Regions from separate parts of the Zea mays genome. Here region 2 is linked to region 1. The links are chromatin contacts, called in public Hi-C maps. All regions are on one chromosome and are shown on one strand. The core of a region is the stretch at or near the end of the contact, and the rest is flanking DNA. Distances in the headings are between cores, read along the strand shown.

Region 1 (7,341 bases), core at 1,519-4,018:
GAGCGAGGAAGTGAGCGCGCTGGTTGGCGCCGACAGGCGGGGCCCGCCTGTCAGGTACAAAGGGCGCGCGGGGGGGCTGGCTAAGTGGGCCGACTTGGGCTGAATTGGGTTTTCCTTTTTCCAGGGATTTTCTAATTATTTTTCTATTTATTTTCTCTAGGGTTTTCAATTCAAATTCAAATCAAGTTTCAAATTCAAACCAAATCAAATAAATGCAACAATTCAAAGAATATTTAGGCTCAATATGATGCAACATTCCATGATTCATAAGTTTTGGGCAAAATAAAATAAATAATCCTTCACTAATTTAACTAACCCTAATCAAAAGAAAAAGAGAGGGAGAAAACTAGAGAGAGAGACTAGAGTGAGATAGAGAAGAGTAACACCTGAATTTGGATGATCATAAGAAAGAAATTTTATACCCCCAAATTCAAGGTGTTACAGGTCGGAAGGTGTAAATATGGCTTGTCATTCCATAAATTGTCTCTATCATCATCGCCTCATAAAGAAGAAGACATATGAGCTACTCACCGGTGACAAACCCAATATTTCCTACTTTTGTGTATTTGGGAGCAAATGCTATATCTTGGTAAAGAAAGGTAGACAATCAAAGTTTGCTCCCAAAGCCATTGAAGGGTTTTTATTTAGTTATGATACAAATACAAAGGCATATAGAGCCTTCAACAGATATTCGGGTTAGTTGTATTTGATGAGACAAATGGCTCTTCAAGAGAGCAAGTTGATCTTGATGACATAGATGAACATGAGGTTCCAACGGCCATAATGAGGACTATGGTGATAGACGATGTGTGACCACAGGAACAACAAGTGCAAGATCAACCTTCTTCCTCCACAATGGTGTAGCCCTAAACTCAAGATGAGGAACAAGTACATCAAGACGATGGCATGGATCAAGGGGGAGCACAAGAACAATAGGGAAGGGAGGAGGAAGGAGTGCCATAGGCACCTCCAACCCAAGTTTGCACTAACATTCAAAGAGATCATCCGGTGGATCAAATTCTTGGTGACATTAGCAAGGGAGTAACTACTTGCTCACGTATTGCAAATTTTTGTGAGCACTACTCTTTTGTTTCTTCTATTGAGCCTTTCAGGGTAGAAGAAGTCTTGCATGATCCGAACTGGGTGTTGGCCATGCAAGAGGAGCTCAACAACTTCAAGAGAAATGAAGTATGGAGTCTGGTGCCACATCCAAAGCAAAACGTTGTGGGCACCAAGTGGGTGTTTCGTAACAAATAGGACGAGTATGGAGTGGTGACAAGAAACAAAGCAAGACTTGTAGCAAAAGGTTATGCTCAAGTTGCAGGTTTGGATTTTGAGGAGACTTTTGCTCTTGTAGCTAGGCTTGAGTCTATTCGTATATTATTAGCCTATGCTACTCACCATTCCTTTAAGCTCTTTCAAATGGACGTGAAGAGCGCTTTCCTCAATGGGCCAATCAAGGAAGAGGTGTACGTGGAACAACCCCATGGCTTCGAGGATGACAAACATGTGAAGAGTTTAGCAGGGTGATGCCACAGAAATTCGAGATGTCCATGATGGGAGAGCTGACTTACTTCCTCGGATTTCAAGTAAAGCAACTCAAGGAAGGAACATTCCTCTCTCAAACGAAGTACATCCAAGATATACTAAAGAAGTTTGGGATGAAGGATGCAAAGCATGCTAAGACGCCAATGGGAACCTGACGGTCACTTGGACCTCAATGCGGGAGGTAAGTCCGTAGATTAAAAGATATATCGATCTATGATAGGATCCTTGCTTTATCTTTGTGTAGGTAGACTGGACATTATGCTTTTAGGGGCTGGCACTTGGGCCCCATACGCTAGATGCGGGCGGTAGGTTGCAACCCCGTGGAGGGAGGTTGTCCCGCGGGTCCCGCCTGTCGGTGCTCGATGGCCAGGCGTGCCGTCCTGGACTAGGCCGAGAGATGAGAAAAGGTTATATGGGCCGAATAGGTTAGTTTCTTTTTTGCTTTTCCTAATTCTATTTTTCCTATTTAAGTTCTCAAATTCCAAATCTGAATTCAACTAATGTTAATACTTCAAAATTAAATCTTCCAAATAAGTGCACAAACAAATAAACTTCAGCATGATGCATAATTCATATTTTTATTTAGTATCTAATTAAGATGGAAATATATTTCAGTAATAAACCATAGCATAATTTCATTATTCTTTATTGAGTGTCTAAAGTCTCAGAGATTCATATTTGGGTTTACACCGCCACAGCTCCACGGTAGTGGCCTCGCCGGCATAAGACATCGAGGCGGACGGCGACGCGGTTCAGCTAGAATTTTTCACTGTGATGGCGCTGCTACGAAGCTACCAAGAAGACGTCTTATGGTTCATGGCCTAAGGGGATCGTGGGGCTACTATATATATGGGCGAGGACGTGATGATCGGGCGTGCTACGCCTACGCCAAATCAGGGTGGGGTGGCTGAGACGGATTAGAGAACGAAGCTCAACGGAGTCCTTGCGCACTTGGTTGAAGCGAAACGGCGGCTCCCTCAAACGGAACCCACACGTCGATGAGACGATGACCGCCCCACATACATGCTCGCGCGGAGAAGGGAAGTTCGGCGGTGCGGAGTCAGCCTGGTCCGAAACTAGCGACAATTTCTGATTCGGCTCGATGAAGAAGGAGATCTCGACATGTGGGACCCACACGTCAGCGCACTATCGTCCGCGAGCACGGCCAGGTGAACCTGTCTCGCCACGAGTCCCACCTGGCGATGTCCAGGTCTAGGCGTCTAGCGCAGTGAGCGGCATTGGGCCGGCTAACAGCTCACGCGGGCCTGCGTGAGAGTAGGGATAGTGCTGGGCCGAGGGGAGAGGCAACCTACGTGGTTGTTTACTCTTTATCTTCCATTTTCTATTTCTTTTTTTCTTTTTTTCGATATTATTTTCAATTTTCAAGTCATATTCAAATAAAGTTTGAATTCCAATCTTAAAATTTAATGTACAAGTAAAAAACTCAGCACGAGATGACTTCTTAATTATTCTATCCATTTAAGCAAATGCTTCAAAGCACATATATAATTTAACAGAATATTTTTCTTAAATACTGTCGGGGACCATAATTAGGAGTACCCTCAAGGCTCCTAATTCTCAGCTGGTAACCCTCATCAGCATAAAGCTGCAAAGGCCTGATGGGTGCGATTAAGTCAGGGATCGGTCCATTCGAGGGACTCGATCACGCCTCGCCCGAGCCTAGCCTCGATAAGGGCAGCCGACCCCGGAGGATCTCCGCCTCGCCCGAGGCCCCCCTCCAGCGGCTAACGTATTTCCGGCTCGCCCGAGGCCCTGTCTTCGCCAAGAAGCAACCCTGACCAAATCGACGCGCCGACCGACCAAATCGCAGGACCATTTAATGCAAAAGTGGTTTGACGCCTTTATCCTGACGCGCACCCTTCAGCCGACAGAGCCGAAGTGACCGCCGTCACTTCGCCGCTCCACTGACCGGCCTGACAGAAAGACAGCGCCGCCTGCGCCGCTCCGACTGCGGTGCCACTTGACAGAGTGAGGCTGACAGGCAGTCAGGCCCGGCCGCAGGCACCATAGGAAGCTCCGCTTCGCCCGACCCAGGGCTCGGACTCGGGCTAAGTCCCGGAAGACGGCGAACTCCGCTCCGCCCGACCCAGGGCTCGGACTCGGGCTAAGTCCCGGAAGACGGCGAACTCCGCTCCGCCCGACCAGGGGCTCGGACTCGGGCTAAGTCCCGGAAGACGACGAACTCCGCTCCGCCCGACCCAGGGCTCGGACTTGGGCTCAGCCCCAGAAGACGACGAACTCCGCTTCGCCCGACCCCAGGGCTCGGACTCCGCCCTGGCCTCAGCCGACGGTCTCCGCCTCGCCCGACCTAGGGGCTCGGACTCGACCTCGGCCACGGAAGACAGACTCGACCTCGGCTTCGGAGGAGCTTCCACATCGCCCAACCTAGGGCGCAGACCAGCCACGTCAACAGGAGGCGCCATCATCACCCTACCCCAAGCTGACTCGGGCCACGGGGAACAAGACCGGCATCCCATCTGGCTCGCTCCGCCAGATAGGCAATGATGGCGCCCCGCATACTCTGTGACGACGGCGGCTCTCAGCCCCCTTACGGAAGCAAGAGGACGTCAGCAAGGACTCAACAGCTCCGACAGCTGTCCCTCCGCCAGGCTCCAGCGCTCCTCCGACGGCCACGACATCACACCAGTTGGGTGCCAAAATCTCTCCGGCTGCCACAACGGCATGTACTTAGGGCGCTAGCTCTCCTCCGCTAGACACGTAGCACTCTGCTACACCCCCCATTGTACATCTAGATCCTCTCCTTACGCCTATAAAAGGAAGGACCAGAGCCCTCTTAGAGAGGGTTGGCCACGCGGGGGACGAGGACGAGACAGGCGCTCGCGTGAGGCCGCTCGCTCCCTCTCCCGTGTGGACGCTTGTAACCCCCTACTGCAAGCGCACCCGACCTGGGTGCGGGACGAACACGAAGGCCGCGGGATTTCCACCTCTCTCACGCCCATCTCCGGCCACCTCACTTCCCCCCTTCGTGCTCGGCCTCGCGCCGACCCATCTGGGCTGGGGCACGCGGCGACATTTCACTCGTCGGCTTAGGGACCCCCCGGTCTCGAAACGCCGACAGTTGGCACGCCAGGTAGGGGCCTGCTGCGTGTTGACGAACAGCTTCCCGTCAAGCTCCAGATGGGCAGTCTCCAGCAACCTCTCCGACCCGGGACGGTGCTCCGTTTCGGGAGCCTTGAGTTCATGTCCCTCGACGGCGGCTACGACATGATACTCCTTCCACCGCCGGACGACAGCGACAATGGCGGCCGACAGCCCGCCCGCCGGCGGTGGAATCGACGACGTCTTCCCCGCGTGGTGGAAGAACAACATTCGAGCTCGCCCCGTCCTCTCCCCCGCCAACGGAGGAGGAGGCAGGGCAACCAAGGCCAAGCGGGAGGCAGCGCCTCGTCGGCTGTCGAGCGAGTCGACGGCCCCAGCGCCCCAACGGGGGGCGCGTCGGGCATCGACCTCGCGTTTGAGACGAAGGCGAGCGCCGTCTCCCCGCGACACGCCAATTCCGAGCAAACGGATGACGTCCGCACGCTCGCGAAAGGCTTGATGGACGTCACCTTCGTACCTGAGACAACAGTGCAGTCAGTCCCCGACGTGACTTCATCACCGCCCGTCGACCAAGAGGTACCGACCGATTCCCATCTCGCGCCTTTCGGATTCAGCCTCGACCTGCCAAGCGGCCTCGCTTTGGCGGACGCTCTTGTAGAGGCGAGTCCGAACCCTCTGGGGTTTCGTATGCGGTCACCTTGGGACCGGCTGACGGACGTCTCGACCTACGGGCCCTCTGGGTCCGAGGAAGACGACGAGCCCAGCTTCTGTTGGGACTTCTCCGGACTTGGCAACCCCAGTGCCATGCGGGACTTCATGACCGCATGCGACTACTGCCTTTCCGACTGTTCCGACGGTAGCCGTAGCCTCGGTGACGAGGACTGCGGCCCAAGCCACGAATGTTTCCACGTCGATCTAGGGGGTCCCTCCGAAGGTAACCATCTCGGCATGTCGGAGGACGGTGACCTCCCTAGGCCGGTGCCTCGCGTTGACATCCCACGGGAGCTAGCTGTGGTCCCCGTTCAGGCGGGTGGCCATGACCCACAGCTCGAGCAAATCCGCGGGGTGCAGGCCAGGCTCGACGAGGGAGCAGGAGCGCTTGAGCCGATTCGCCGGGACGGGGCAGGAATGGGCGGGCCAGCCTCCGGCCGGAGAAATACGTCATCTACCCCAGGGCTTCCAGCACCGCATCGCCGACGATGTCAGGGTCAGGCCGCCACCCGCGTCCAGCGGGGTTGGCCAGAACCTGGCTGCAGCAGCAATGCTCCTCCACGGGATGCCGGAGCCATCAACCACCGAGGGGCGGCGAATCCAGGGAGAGCTCAAGAATCTCCTGGAAGGCGCCGCGGTCCGACGGGCCGAGAGCTCCGCCTCCCGAAGGCAGGGGTACCCCTCGGAACCTCATGCCGCGACTTCCCGATTCATGCGGGAAGCCTCGGTCTACACCGGGCGCACGCGCAACACAGCGCTTGCGCCCCCGGGTCGCCTCGGCAACGAGCACCATCACCGCGACCGTCGGGCCCACCTCGACGAGAGGGTGCGCCGAGGCTACCACCCCAGGCGTAGGGGACGCTACGACAGCGGGGAGGATCGGAGTCCCTCGCCCGAACCACCCGGTCTGCAGGCCTTCAGCCGGGCCATACGACGGGCGCCGTTCCTGACCCGGTTCCGACCCCCGACTACTATCACAAAGTACTCGGGGGAGACGAGACCGGAACTGTGGCTCGCGGACTACCGTCTGGCCTGCCAACTGGGTGGAACGGACGATGACAACCTCATCATCCGCAACCTCCCCCTGTTTCTCTCCGACACCGCCCACGCCTGGTTGGAGCACCTGCCTCCGGGGCAGATCTCCAACTGGGACGACCTAGTCCAAGCTTTCGCCGGCAATTTCCAGGGCACGTACGTGCGCCCCGGGAATTCCTGGGACCTCCGAAGCTGCCGACAGCAGCCGGGAGAGTCTCTCCGAGATTACATCCGGCGATTCTCGAAGCAGCGCACCGAGCTGCCCAACATCACCGACTCGGATGTCATCGGCGCGTTCCTCGCTGGCACCACCTGTCGCGACCTGGTGAGCAAGCTGGGTCGTAAGACCCCCACCAGGGCGAGCGAGCTGATGGACATCGCCACCAAGTTCGCCTCCGGCCAGGAGGCGGTCGAGGCTATCTTCCGGAAGGACAAGCAGCCCCAGGGCCGCCCATCGGAAGATGCCCCCGAGGCGTCAACTCAGCGCGGCGCCAAGAAGAAGGGCAAGAAGAAGTCGCAAGCGAAATGCGACGCCGCCGACGCGGACCTTGTCGCCACTGCCGAGTACAAGAACCCTCGGAAACCCCCCGGAGGTGCCAACCTCTTCGACAAGATGCTCAAGGAGCCGTGCCCCTATCACCAGGGGCCCGTCAAGCACACCCTTGAGGAGTGCGTCATGCTTCGGCGCCACTTCCACAGGGCCGGGCCACTCGCGGAGGGTGGCAGGGCCCACGACGACGACAAGAAGGAAGATCACCAGGCAGAAGAGTTCTTCGAGGTCCACGACTGCTTCATGATCTACGGTGGGCAAGCGGCAAACGCCTCGGCTCGGCACCGCAAGCAAGAGCGCCGGGAGGTATGTTCGGTGAAGGTGGCGGCGCCAGTCTACCTAGACTGGTCCGACAAGCCCATCACCTTCGACCAAGCCGACCACCCTGACCATGTGCCGAGCCCGGGGAAATACCC
Region 2 (7,466 bases), core at 1,842-4,341, 220 kb before region 1:
TAGCTCAAAAATAATGTTGTGTTTTCAATAGGGAAGAAGGGAAAGAAAATCATCTTGACACTGTCAAAACTTAGACGTCAATTAAGCTTAATATGAAACTCAAATAAAGATTACAAATATTCCAAACCTACAGGAGGAATTCAGTGAATATGAGATAAGACTGCATGAGCTTTCTAGTTATGTGGAAAGTTATTTGTCATAGATTTGGCTGGTGAGTGATAACAAAAGTCTAGGTATTACATTATTCTACAGATGTCATTGTGAAACATGAATACCTTTCATATCCAAGACCTTCTAAAATCAATGACATGAACTCCCAGAATTTTATAGGCTCCATATTTGTTATGAAATAGGTCTGGAAAAGCAATATCAAATAGGATTAGTGAATCTCGAATGTAAGATGCTGACCAAAAGATCCAAAGTTACCCCACAGTTTATATGTAAGTGAAATCCATACTTTTCCAGCGGCTATCTTTGCACCATCTTCAGATGATAGAGTTTTCTCCGCACAAACATGGCCATATGCCACATTTTCCACGTAGGTGAAATCATAGTAGTTGTTCCCATCACCAATAATGTACTGCATAGGAAGACAATAATGTTTTTTTAGGAAGTATTAAAATGAAAAACAGTTTCATATGAAACTTTTATAAAATATAAAGGCTAAAAATGTAGCTCACCAAGATCTTAATTATTTTTGTCAAAAATGATTTCAGCAACTAATTAAAATATAAATGGTACTATGAATCTATAAATGAGAGTTGTCAATATGCAGTGTGATCACCAAGACACCAACATTTACTAGACTAGCATACTTAAGTCCATGCATGTAGCTATTCTTACTTTGGACTTCCCTGCCCTTGCAGCAGCAACCAAAGATGGAACCATTAGCTTATCACCAGGGCCAAAAATGCTACTTGGGCGTATACAGCATGTAAGAAGCCCTTCCCTACCATTAGCTCTCATCACAAGCTTTTCTGCATCCGCTTTCGTTTCTGAATATGAATCATTAAACTGGAGTAAGAAAACATCATGTCAGAAAAGATAGAACAAGTGCAAGCCACTGACAAATCAAAATGGAATGCATACAAACAGACCTTATCTGGGTAAGGCATTGATTCATCTGCATTAAAAATTCCATGAACTCCATCAAACACGACACTAGGTGAACTAGTATAGATGAGTCTCTTCACCTTGCAACGGATACAAGTGTCAATAACATTCTTTGTTCCTGCACAATGTCACATGCAAATCATTGCAGTAAACAAGGTTTACTTGTTAATTGTTAGTGATATAGTGATACGTAATGGCAATAAGTAAACATGGCTCAATTCGGTGTTATCTCATAAACAAAACTAAGTGTTGTCATTAATTATGAAGTAGGAACCAAAGCTGGCTACACACAAGTTAGCAGTACCAACCATCGACATTGACTCCATAATGAAGGTGGAAGTTGTTGATGGATGAATCTGGAGCAGCCATATGGAAAACTACTTCTGCCCCTTCAAAAGCTGCAGATGAAAAACACATGCAATGGAATAAGCACAAAGACTGCATGCATCAATCAATCAATTGAGTAATGCAAATACTATCTATTTCATATTAGACCAATTCATATAGTCAAAACTTATAGCCTACCATCGAGATAAAGTGAGTGATTTCATAACTTCGCAAAAGATTAACAAACTTGACAAGTGTGAAGACAACTGCAACTAACATGGAGAGCTCTGAAACTAAAATTGAAAAACAAAAAGATTAAATCCATCACATATGTACTTATGTTTCTATGATACTCAATATCATATGGAAGATTAAAAAGTTTGAGAGACCACAGATCATCAAAGGGTTTAGGGTACAATGGTGACAGTTGTCTCACTGAGTCACTATGTCGCGGGTTTGAAGCAGTCTCTCCACATTTGCGGGGAGGGCTTGCTCGGCTTATCCCTTTCCTAGACCTCACTCATTTGGAAGACTCCGGCTTTGAGTCCACCCTTATAAGTTATAACATTAACTTACTGGTATGGTTTAATATCATACTGAGCTGGTTCAAAACTTCCCATTATTAGCAGCAAATTTTCATTAGAAAATTGTAAGACAGAGAAACAATTTAATGCATTTCTCATATCAGTATATGACACCCAATTATATCCTACAGGCTAAGGCGGGTTAATGCCAATGATTAAGAAACATCAAATCCGTAGCTGAAATATCAGAAACTGGATCCTAGTTTTGTACCACCACTTACCTCCACATCACACGGGTGAACCCTCTTTGGATGAACTCATTGGTTTCAACAGTGAACCCTTTGTGGATTAACTCATTAGTTTCAACAAGATCAACATAGGAGCAATATCTGGGACGAAATAAAGCACTAGGCCACTATATAAACTAGACATTAGACAAAACTCATAACCAGGAATGTACACAGTGTGAAGCTAATAGGAAGTTCCACAAAAATGGGATCAACACTATACATAAAGTTAGCTCAATCATATGGAACTAAGTGAAGATTATATAAGGCAGATATTAGCAATATTGCGAACCAAATTATGTGTCCCCAATGTCCAGCATCACTAGTTCATCCGATTTCTTAAGCAGCCCCCAAGAGTGGACACCAACACATCCACTTCCTCCAATAGAAGGGATCTTCAGATCCCCCCCCACACACACACGAAACGAAAGGGCACCGCCGCGTCGCCTTATGATTCCAACCTGGCTAACAACATGGGAAGGGGGGCAAATGGGAGACCACGCACCTCTGGCGACCTGGGCCTTGTCACGGAGGTCGGCGGACACGTAGACGGCCTGGCCTTCGCGGAGAGCAGCACCCAGGAAACCCTCTTCTTCGTCGCGGTCGAGCGTGATGGCAGGGCCCAGGTCGGCCACGCGCACCCGCCACTCGCCGGAGCGGAGCAGCATCGTCACCAGATGCCTCGCGGCGAACCCGCGGCCGCCAGTCACCACGCACCACCTCCCATCGCCTCTAACCGCCTCCATCTCCCTTCCCGCCGTCGCCGCCGCTCGAATTCGAGGAGGATACAAGGAGGGAGGCAGACACACCACTGCGCGGCTACGCCGAGCGCCCGAATCCGGAGGTGGCCTCTGCCCGCCGCGATCCGATCTGTGGCTTTTTCGGCGTCAGAGGCTGTCAATCCAGTGGGTCCGACTTGTCATTGGTTGGTTCATATTTCTCCTCCATTGGCCAGTTGGCCACAGGGAAGCGCTCCAGCATGGCCACCGTTCAAAGTTTTGGTGCCACTTTTTGTGCGCACGTTGTAATGGGAATAAAAGAAAAAAATATACTAACTTAAACGTGTATATTATATGTTGCAACGTTATATTTATTCCTTCCTTTTTTATTTATCACGTTTTAGTTTAAAAATAAATTAGCTGATGACGAATATTCAAGAAAGAGGGAATATATATAATGATATTCACAGTTAAATCAGTGACATGTGTTGAGAAGGAACATAAATTATTCGATAAAAATGTTGGTGCGCAACTCTTAAATGAAAACAAAAACACTTATATTATCGAGCTCAATATCTCACAAATTCTTCCCCAATAGTCACGGAATTGTTATGAAACAAGCAATCCTTGTACATTTAATGTATTTAGTATGGAATATAATGCTTGAATTTTCTGTCACTTGGGAAGTTGCTGGTATGGGTTAAAAATAATATGAATACTTGTGATTCAGTGTATCTGCCAGCTTTCTCTCTTTTTGATTCATTAAAAGGGGCTGAATATCCAACAGAAAAGCCTTCACCTCTGCAAGGAAGCAGCACTTCACGATTCAGATGTTTGTTCTTCCATATGAGCATCAGTAGCAACCTTCAGTGCTTGGTATTGGTAACTGATCACGTGATTGGTTGGTTGGTGGCGTCCAGGCCCATGGCGTCGCGTTGACCGAGCGGACGTCATGTTGACCGTGCTCCGCTCGTGTTTGGATGGCTGCAGTGTATGACGGCTACTTACATCTGCGCGTGCAGCCTAGAGCTTTTTTTTGCTCGCTCGCCTGCATAAGCAAAAATGCAGGAGAGCTGCGTTCCTAGCGGTCCAGGCTGGCGCGAGCCCGGCGCTCGATGTGCAATCACAGATTAAGATATCCAAGATAATTCTATTCCACCAGCACTCATTAAAGTTTGGCAAGATATGCCTGAACGTTAGCGCGTAGCAGATGGAAAATAAGAGGAGGCGTTGGGAATGGCACCGCAAATCAAAGTTCATGCAAACCACAAAGCATAAATTTCATGTTGGCCAGTTCTGGTTGCTACAGATGACAGATCCTCGGCATACCAGCAGGGAGCCTAGGCTGGGGCATATCAGCAAGGAACCCATACATTGTCGATGGCCGTGAAAGTAAATTACCATACGCTCATCACGGGTCATGTTACCATGTGGTGCAATTGGCAGCCTAACACACGAAACTGGTCGACCCACCCTGCAATGCCAACACAAGCATCATCACAATAAACCTAATATCACATGAATATATAACGGTTATAGTTTGACAACTGTTAGGCTCCCTACAATAAATCTGGATGTGACACATTTAAGCTCTTAATGTACAACATGCATGGGCAACTTTGTACTCATTTTTTTGCCATGTGCCAAATCGACTAAGCGGTATCTAGGATGCATAGAGAGCAAAATCTTTGTTTCCTGTCTCCTCTATACGAAAATTGGACAAGCAAGACTCTTTATTTTCTCCAGTCACATACTTTGCTAGTGTTTTATTTTGTTTGAGTAATCACACCCACAATTGTATACTTGCTGATTTGTCCCAGCTAAGCAAATAAGTAACAACAAATCTATCCACTACTGACAAACCAAGAGGATGCCAAAATAAACCGAAGCCATAATTGGTAACATAAATTACAAACTTCACCTTGTGCCCAAAACGGTTAGAACTCATGATTATTTGGGAGATCATAATTTATGACATGTGGAACCTAAAATGAAAAAAAATCAGTCAGTACTCCAAGCTATTCTTTTGGGCCAATGACTTGAATTAGGCCCCGTTTCAATCTCACGGGATAAACTTTAGCTTCCTGCTAAACTTTAGCTATATGAAATGAAGTGCTAAAGTTTAGCTTTAATTATCACCATTAGCTCCCCTGTTTAGATTACAAATGGCTAAAAGTAGCTAAAAAAAAGCTGCTAAAGTTTATCTCGCGGGATTGGAACAGGGCCTTAATTGCCCGTGCTATCTGAAGGTTAGCAGTTGCTTGTCTATATTGCTGCACTTTATCTCTGAGGCCTAAGTTCTTTGCCTTTTAGCTTCTTTGTTGGAATGATTTTCGGTATTTTATCTGATAACTAAGTCTAAACTATAATATAAAAGAGAGAGTCTAGCTTTCATATTTTAACTACGGTGCTAATAATATTGATATGCATTGCTTGTTTTTGCATAATGTTGTTTGACGGTATACCCACAGACCTTGCTGGCTCTTAATTTATGGTTAGGCATGGTCCCTATTCGATTATACGTATGTAGTGTTCAAGAAATTCAGTTAGTACTCCAAGCTTTAGTGAACAATATATAAACACATAGCAACAGGGCACATTCAATAAGATCATTCTCTAATAGTTTAAAAGATGGTTCAAATAAAAAATGACAGAATACACGCATGTTGAACGCCTAGTCGTCGAGCCCAAACATATGTAGTTATTAACACAGAGTTGCGCCAGACCTGAACTCACTAGTAATGGCATTCCCTTTCTTGTTGGGGCATGTCCATTAAGTTATTGGTATACATCTTTTTAGTGAGCCAATCCACCTGGGCCCAAAAGAAAAAAATCAGCTCGACATCCAAACCATCAATGATGGCAAGTGAGCAAAAGTTTTGGAGAGAAAAGTAGGATACAAATAGCAAAAATACAAATAAGTTACGTGTTTGGGGCCTTTGTCTTCCGAATGTTCTCAAAAACATGATTTAACAATGTTTTCCGAGTGTAATATATGAACAGGTGCCTTCGGACTCGGATCAGAACCACACAGTGTGAAAAGCACGAACAATACGAAGGTTGACGCAGCGCTGAAGCTACGTGCAAGAGAGCTTCAGCATAACGGCAGAAAAGGGAACCGACTTAAAAGGGAAAAGGCTATTTGGATCTCGGTGGATTACCTTAAAGTCATTAGCAAATGTAAAGGGCATGGATGTAATTTTACACGGGCTGTATCCCGTGCCTATAAATAGATGAACAGTACCCCCGTACTGTTCACGCTGACTTGTATTCGCTCGTGCGTCATAATCGTACTCTTTTATCAAGACAAAGGTACTTTTTGTAATTCAATATTGTTCTTATCCTTCCATGATTACATAATGAAGAATGAATAATATGATATAATTATTTGTGTTATTTTTCATATGTCATATGTTTCTTCTTCTATTTTAACATCCACTGCAATCATGAAGGTATGACCTTCATGACCTTCGTCTGAAGATCATTATATCCTAAGGAAAATAATGCTTCGAAGGACTTTAACCTTTAACATTTTGTGTTGCCTTGTTCTTAATCCATAGCATTTGAGAACAAGTCCCCAACATTGGCGCCCACCTCCGGTGAACCCTTTTTCGACCACCTTCGGCAAGCACTGACCTTCGTCATGCCACCGAAGAAAGCTTCAGCACCAGGGGCTGTCGCACTACAGCCACTGGACCCAAATCAGGAGACCCTTTCTCTTCGAGAGGCCCGAAGCCAGAAGAGGAAGTCCACTAGCCCAACACTCCAGGAGGAGGAGTTGGACCAAGAAATCAGAAACATGGAGATAATCCATCAGCAAGTACAAAGGAAGAAGGAGAAGATGGCCCGACTGGCTGATCTTCAAAGGCAGATTGACGAAGCCACTGTAGAAGTACGCCATCTTGCTCAAGACGAACAAGATCGAAGGCCTCAACACAGGGAGCTTCATCAAGAAGGCCTATTCAATGAGGATGGATGGTATGATGATTTTAATCATGATACCTTTACCTTTGATGATGCTTCTCCTTTAGCAGCAGAACTGCAGGCTATCCCATGGCCTCCATCATACAAGCCACCTTAGCTCCCTATGTATGATGGGCATTCGAATCCGAAGCAGTTTTTGATGAGTTATGAAGTAACCATATCTTCATATGGAGGCAATGCAGCTGTTATGGCCAAATCTTTCGTCATGGTAGTTCGGAATGTGGCCCAAACATGGTATTCTTCTCTTCGGCCAGGGACTATTACTTCGTGGCAGAAGCTCAAGGATATGCTACTGACAAGCTTTCAAGGCTTTCAGACGAAGCCGGTCATAGCTCAGGCCCTGTTTCAATGCACGCAAGACCATGAGGAATATCTTCAGGCATACGTCCGAAGGTTCTTGCGTCTCAGAGCACAGGCGCCTACAGTGCCCAATGAAATTGTCATTGAGGCCATGATCAAGGGGCTTCGTCCAGGATCTACTGCCTAGTATTTCGCCAGAAAGCCTCCACAGA

What was found. A called contact is a pair of places that touch in the nucleus more often than the background predicts.
Region 2: a Hi-C map of ear shows a contact between it and region 1, with 2.6 times the contacts expected there. The contact joins the promoter of LOC100283692 here to the enhancer-like site in region 1. A contact is called at or near these places in 2 of 25 Hi-C or Micro-C datasets (ear and leaf).

What each region holds. Positions count from the first base shown.
Region 1 is chr1:70,466,143-70,473,483 of Zm-B73-REFERENCE-NAM-5.0, reverse strand. No RefSeq gene overlaps it. Among protein-coding and RNA genes, the nearest start is that of LOC100276585, 42 kb to the right of the region's middle. Within about 2 kb of position 2,768, at least 19 of the 20 cell types and tissues checked have an H3K27ac peak or open chromatin away from gene starts, as enhancers often do. A contact at or near this core is called in ear and leaf, where this site is marked.
Region 2 is chr1:70,688,215-70,695,680 of Zm-B73-REFERENCE-NAM-5.0, reverse strand. It overlaps LOC100283692 (sterol-4-alpha-carboxylate 3-dehydrogenase, decarboxylating), which reads right to left and starts at 3,091. Exons shown (of 12, transcript NM_001156593.1): 1 at 2,757-3,091; 2 at 1,422-1,511; 3 at 1,098-1,231; 4 at 844-1,014; 5 at 458-580; 6 at 276-355. The coding sequence starts at 2,997.